Linked DNA regions of Mus musculus: region 1 is linked to region 2. The links are chromatin contacts, called in public Hi-C maps. All regions are on one chromosome and are shown on one strand. The core of a region is the stretch at or near the end of the contact, and the rest is flanking DNA. Distances in the headings are between cores, read along the strand shown.

Region 1 (3,462 bases), core at 764-3,263, 75 kb before region 2:
TCTCTTCAACAGGAAAGTCTCACACTCCTATGGAAGTCAATGTAAATATATTTACACCTACAAACATAAAAGGCACAGAAACTCAGAGTACCAACAGCTATTTTATTCTCCAATCAGCAAGCATTGGTTCCCTGGGCAATCTATTTTTACTTGTTTTTGTTTTTTGTTTTTTCACTGTTGGGAAGTTCTTCAGCCTCCTGGCCTGCCCAGGTTCCACGGGCTGCTCCTGGCCCCATTCCGGTTCCCTGAAGTTCCCATGGATCCCTACCTTCTCCTATGGCTCATCCTTTACCAAGTTGCTCAAGGACTTACCATCTGCAGATCAATGTCGACAACTTTTGCTAATTGACCACAGGTGATGTGGTATTTGGACCCTTTTCTTGAAGACAGGAATGTTTCAGACTCTCCACAGGTCTTCAGCCCTTTTCTAATCCACATACACTCCCCATCCGAAGGAGGCAGCTACCTCTCACCTCCCTATGTCCCCAGAGGAGACTCTATGGGCAGAAGAACATTTCTACTCTGCCTTCTTTTCAATGAATTACTCCTGTTTTTTTTTTTTTTTAATGTATATAAACAACTTCTGCTTCCCAATTTCCAGAATTCAGTTCTGTGTTCATCCCAGATAACCCCCATTCCCTCAGTCTTTGGCTTTATCTTATGCTTGTGGCATCCCTCCCTATTCTGCTCCCATCGTCCTTCCCATCATGTTCCTCCCCTATCCATTTGTGGGGCTCCAATTTACCCTTCTAATCTCACAGCAGCCCCAAAATTCACTCTTCCCAAATCCCCCTGATGTCTCGCTCAGGACCTCACACGGCTCAGGGACTCTCTATGACATAGCTTTATACGTGGTCTTTCTCACAACATACCCACAGGACATACCTACAGCAGCGATCTCACCAACTCCATGCTGAGTGTACTGAGGCAGAAGGGAAGACACACCAGCCTTCCTGTGTTCATGCTTCCTGAGAAGCAGCCAAGCCTCTATGGTGCCCATGGATTCTGAAACACCCTCAGCTCAGCAACCCAGACATTCTCCTCACATCTTAGACCTCCAGATGCATATACCCCAGGGGATAGTCACTAGACCAGAGGTGTTATAAAGTCACTACTGCAGCCTAAAACATGCTAAGACCTGTCATGGTTTGAATATGCTTGGCCCAGGGAGTGGCACTATTTGAAGGCGTAGCCTTGGTGAAATAAGTGTGTCACTCTGGGCATGATCTTTAAGACCCTCGTCCTAGCTGCTTGGAAGTCAACCTTCCAATAGCAGCCTTCAGATGAAGATGTAGAACTCTCAGTTCCTCCTGTACCATTCTTGCCTGGATGCTGCCATGCTCCCACCTTGATGATCATGGACTGAACCTCTGAACCTGTAAGCCAGCCCCAATTAAATGTTGTCCTTTATTGGTCTTGCCTTGGTCATAGCGTCTGTTCACAGCAGTAAAACCCTAACTAAGACAAGACCTTTCTATAAGTTTGAACCCCTTAGATAAATGTGAGTCAGCAGCCAGCAGAAGTAATTCAGTCAATGGAAATTATCCTGATGCAGAGCAGACAGACTGCATACTGTTAAGAGGGTAGCTGCTCTCTCGGGGACTCAGTTTTGTTGGCTGTTCCTTACACATGCTTTCTGCTCTGGTTAGCTTTAATTGTCGACTTGACTCAGCCCAGTCATCTGAGAGAAAAGCCCCGTTGATGAATTACCTAGATCAGACTGACTTATGTGCATGTCTGTGGGGATTGTCTTATTATCTGATACAGGAGGGCCCAGCCTACTGTGAACATCAGCAAAGCCATTGCCTAGGCCACATAAGAAAGCTGGCTAAGTTGGTGAGCAAGCTAGCACACAGAATTTCTCTGTGGTTTCTGTTCCTGCTTAAGCTCCTGTGATGATGGGCTCTGATCTGGCAGTGGAAGCCAAATACACCCTCCCCTCTAGGTTGCTTCTGTCCAGAGTGCTTTATCACACTAGAAAGGGAGCTAGACCATCTTTCTAAGGGGCTTGCACATCTTACTGTGCTCACATAAGGGGAAACTGAGACCTTGAGAAGTGAAATCTTAGCGGTAGAGTTAGCTCCTCCTTGGGTTTTCCTGGCCCACATCCACAAACAGCCTAGTCATCACAACAACACTAGCGAGAGCTCTGTGAATCCCGGGCAAGGCTCAAGTGCCCTTAGTATATCCTCTTATTCCAGACAACATCCTGGGAAGTGGATGTTATTATTATCCTTCCTTAACAGGTAGTGAAAAGACAGATCAAAGTACAGAGTCAACATCTGTCACTTAGTTAGTAGCTTGACCTCAACAAGATGCCTGGGGCTACTCGAATAAACAGCTATGGATTAAATTTTTAATGAAGCCTAAAAAAAAAAGTTCTTGCTTCTAACAAAGGGGTGGGAAAATGGAAAGTCCCACAATAAGCTCCCTCTCAACTCTACTCCTGCAGATAAAGATCCAGTCCAGTAATCTTCCCTTCTCCTGGACCCAGGAGCCATTTGTAAGCTCACCTAGGTCCTGCTAGCCTGTGAAAATTACTGGATAAGCCACTAGCTATATTCTCCTATAGGGACTGTGAGACACTACACTCAGTGGTCACCAAAAGGCATATTCCACAGCCTCTTGTCCCCTCTGTCATGAACATACTCATGTGTGTGTGTGTGTGTGTGTGTGTGTGTGTGTGTGTGTGTGTGTGTGTGTGTGTTGCCTGTGTATATGTGTGTGCATACCTGTGCATGTGCACGAGTGTGATCTGCAGAACTCAGCATACTGTTTTTGGCCACTGTCACAGTCTGATAGGATGCAAGGAAATAGTAGGTGATCAAGATCCCAAGGAGAACCAGATGATCTAGGCCAAGGGAGAAGCAAGGGCTCTGACATGAAGAAAATACACAAACACAGAGCCTAGAGGTTTCCAAACATTCTTCACTGACAACTTTTCCACTCAGAAACAACAGATCTAACACAGCTGAGGGAAGCTGGGATTTCACAATGACCCAAAGGACAAGGACTCTGCCATCATGGGCCTTCATTCAAGTAAGTAGTAAATAAGAGAACAAACACATGCCTTGAATTAAAGTCATACTGCAACTTTGTGGCTCTCTTTTGATCAAACTCAAACTGTAATTAAAGATGAAAGAATGGGAAACCTACCATTTGGGCCGAAATTCCTTGGAAATTTAAAGCATTGTTATTTGGCATAAGGAATCTTGATTTTTATTTCTCTAAGAGTTTTCTATGTAATTGGGAAGATACCTGTGTAGTGGTTAGGGTATGAAAGTGGCCTTCCCCAGAAGAGTACTAGAATCTTAACACACACACCCCAACCCTACCCCCATACTATACCCCTACCCCCATGCAACAAACATCATAAGAGTCAAGGCCTAAAGGGCTGGAGAGCACCCCTGATGGAGAATAAACACCTTAAGGAGGATAAACATCTTTGTCTCTTATGCATTC
Region 2 (3,616 bases), core at 897-3,396:
AGCCTCACGACAACTTGGGGTGGATTCTCACCAACCCTAATGAAGGAAGCAGAGAACTATATTTGCACTGTAATTAACATGTTGCCCAAAATGAGAGTCCTCTTCTGGGAGGGAAACTGCTCTTAGAATTACATTTGGCTTGTTCGGCTTTTCTTTTAAAGCTGGACCATAGGGCTCACTGTGAGCTGCTAAAAGCCACTCTAAACCAAAGCACAGGTATAAACAGCAAGCTGATTTGGGTGGAACAGCATTGAAAGGCATTGTTCAGAGTCACAGGAAACCAGGAAGATGCAGATGGGGGAGGGTCATCTTACCATTATCTCCTGACGTCTTGTCTTTTCCGTTGGTCGCTCCGGCACTTTGTCTCTATAAACATTTTAAGAAACAAAAAAGAAATGATCAGATGTATTTAGGACTGTTTCGTTTGTTTTGTTGTTTTGTTTTATCCTTTTCTGCTAATTTAAATATCTCTTGTGTCACATTAAGTTTGGGGTCACCATAGCTTAGAGAGTTAGATCACAGTGCTGGTGAGATCATGAAACTAACTCCCACCATGGACCCGCTGGAGTCAACTGCCACCTTCCTTATCAGTGCCCACTACTGGCTGAATACAACTCAGGAGTTGCATGGAAAGCCAGACAGCGAGGGTTGTTGATTGAGCATAAACTCATCTAAATAGGAGACACGTAGCCAAGGCTGTATGCCAACCACAGGGCTGCTGAGGCTGGCCTCACACCACTCTGTTCTTCTGACAGGCACAAGGGATTCCTATGTTCATCATTCTTCCCACTGCTGAGCCACTTTATCTATCACTGTCTGTGCCTGTCCTGGGTATTTCCATTTGTCCAGTTTGGCAAGAAATACGAAATGCATTATGAGTTATTTTTAAATATACTCTTAACTGTTTGACAGCTTTGTGCAGGTTTATAGTAAATTTTAGTCATCCCTCATTAAACTCAGTATGAAGACATAACTTTTAAGGTTAGATTTGCATCACTCTTGGTGATTCCATGAGGAATTTTGGAGATGTGTGTGAAAGGTAACACGTGTGTAAGCAGGAAGCATGTCTCTTCGGGGTTTATTATGGCATTTATTCTGATCGAGGGAGGAAGATGTATCTTATCAACCCAAGTGTCTGGCATTTGTCAGAATTATCAGTTATCAGAGTTAACAATTATCAAAAGCATTGATTTGAAAGCACAGGAAGAGACTGCAATGACTCTAATTTCCAGGAGAAGGAAGTGGGGCCCTGTCAACTTGACACAGGTTGGAGTTAGCACAGAGAACTCAGAGAACAGAGAACAGGAGCTTCAGTTGCTCTCATGGAGGGAAGGGCCTCCATGAGATTCAGCTGTGGGCCATTTTTTGCATTGGTGATCAAGGAGGGGAGGGCTCATTGTGGGTGGTGCCACCCCTGGACTGGTAGTCTTGGGTTCTATAAGAGAGTAAGCTGAGCAAGCCAGGGGAAGCAAGCCAGTAAGGAACATCCCTCCAAGGCCTCTCCATCAGCTCCTACTTACTGACCTGCTTGAGTTCCAGTCCTGACTTCCTTTAGTGATGAACAACAATGTGAAAGTGTAAGCTGAATAAACCCTTCCCTCCCCAACTTGCTTCTTAGTCATGTTGTTTGTGCAGGAATAGAAACCCTGACTAAGACAAGCCCATAGGAACCATGATCTAGCCAATTGAGTGGCAGAAACCTGGGCTCCTTTCCCAGAAAATGGTGTCCTGTGGAAGCTATCACCGTGACATAACCACAGTAAAGGGGTCTTGTGAAGACAGCCACCAGAAAGGACAAACCACAATAAGTGACCCCTAAGAAATAACGGCAGCCTCAAAGTTTATATCTGGGTCCAAGACTTCAGCCAAGAAACCATCTCCTAGGAGAAGGAATCAGTACCCCTCAATGCTCAATGTTGTCATGAGAAATTCTTGGGTCACTAGTCAATGGTGACTCGTGGGACACAGATCCAGGTTCTGGTCAGTGTAAACAAACAAAGTCAATGATGCATATAAATGTCTGTTTAGTTAAATGTCCTCTGAATGCTTACTACCCCGAGCGAATGATAACCCCACATCCCTGTGAAACAGAGAACAGACATCCATCTGGTCAGAAATGCTATGCTCCACCCAGTGAGGCAAGCACCTCCCTGAATGGAACAGAGAGGAGAGGCGAGTTGAGAGGAGAGATCACAGAACGGCTGGCCCCTTCTTCATATTTAATTTGGAACCTTCGAGTTTCCACAATGAAAGACTTGCCAGCATTCAATCTCCAGCCAGACATCAATTATCTCTGCCATGGCATCCATCCCCTACCTGGCGAAAGCTGTAACATAACCAGCTTAATTTAAACCGAATAGCTCATCCCTTGCCTAGAGCAGATGTATGGGCACCAACAGCCATTTCTTTTCATCTGTCCTTAATCTGATGCCACCTCGGGTCCTCTGTCATACAAAGCTAGTAAATGTGTGGCTTCTGATGGAAATGAGCCTTCCCAAATCAGGGATGCAGCAGCCACCCTGGGTATGAACAAGCCCACTATCTAAGCCTTTCCTTGAATAATTCATAGATGGGTGAAGATTAAAGGGAAATTGTGCAGCATGAAAGGTGAGATTTTCCAGGGCAGAATAAAGACAAATTAAATGAAATACAAGTGCAAAGTGGGTGCAGGCTCTGCCTTGTCATCTTAAAACACTTCAAACACCAATACCTTTCAGATACCACAAATGCCACCTGGCTCCATAAACTATCACTTTTTAGAAATCCGAGGAAGACCAAATGAGATGCTCAGAGAGAAGAGAAAGGAGTCATTCTCTGAGGATTTGTAAGACGGGGGTTTTTGTGTCAGCTCTTGTATGATGGAAGCAAAATGGAGCTGATAGTTGTCAGAGGAGATGCTGTCTCAGATTAGAAAATGATCCTGACAGAAAAAGAGCACATCATTTCAGCATCTTGTTTCAAGGACCCAGTAAAGGAAGATTGGGTGCATGGAGAGTGCCCAGAAGTTTCTATGTCCCCAGAGTCTGGTCCTCACACATGTTCATTTAACTGTCCTACTGTATGGAATGACAGGTGTTCCTGAATTAAGGAGCAAAGGGTCTAGGCAAGGTCCTGGGGCTGTCAGACACCACCAACCAACTTTGTGATTTCTGACAGTGTCTTTAATGAGGTATGTGCTCTTTCCAACCTTACTTTACCCATTGTATCCTAAGACATAGAGCAGAACTTTGCACAAGGCCATAAAGCCGAGAAGTGCTGAGCCAGGATTATAACCCAAAAACCAGGTGGTTAGGTCCCACTCTCAGCCACTGTGTAGGAGTATCTCTTCACACTGTGTACCTCATCTCTCCTGAGCCATCACTACAGCTAGGGAGACCAAAGAAGGGAATTCATGTCTTAAGGCTAATGTGGCCTCATTATCACCCACAGGTTAAAGGTATCAAGAATACTTGGATGAAGTAGCCTGACCCACAGGTTAAAGGTATCAAGAATACTTGGATGAAGTAGCCTGACCAATAACAAAGGGCTGAATAGTAGGATAGCTGTAAGGTTGTTTTTAAGTTTATAGATAGCACATGTACCAGAGTTAAACTATGCTAAAATAAATGACTATGTG

What was found. A called contact is a pair of places that touch in the nucleus more often than the background predicts.
Region 1: a Hi-C map of the N1E-115 cell line shows a contact between it and region 2, with 1.8 times the contacts expected there. The contact joins two enhancer-like sites. A contact is called at or near these places in 5 of 484 Hi-C or Micro-C datasets (B cells, the C10 cell line, the N1E-115 cell line and 2 more) and 3 of 9 other capture datasets (adipose tissue, liver and pancreatic islet).

Annotation. Positions count from the first base shown.
Region 1 is chr16:96,565,817-96,569,278 of GRCm38.p6, reverse strand. No RefSeq gene overlaps it. Among named protein-coding and RNA genes, the nearest start is that of Pcp4, 100 kb to the right of the region's middle. Within about 2 kb of position 2,013, at least 1 of the 459 cell types and tissues checked has an H3K27ac peak or open chromatin away from gene starts, as enhancers often do. A contact at or near this core is called in the N1E-115 cell line, where this site is marked.
Region 2 is chr16:96,490,566-96,494,181 of GRCm38.p6, reverse strand. It overlaps Pcp4 (Purkinje cell protein 4), which reads right to left. Exons shown (of 3, transcript NM_008791.3): 2 at 315-366. Among named protein-coding and RNA genes, the nearest start is that of Pcp4, 25 kb to the right of the region's middle. Within about 2 kb of position 2,146, at least 2 of the 459 cell types and tissues checked have an H3K27ac peak or open chromatin away from gene starts, as enhancers often do. A contact at or near this core is called in the N1E-115 cell line, where this site is marked.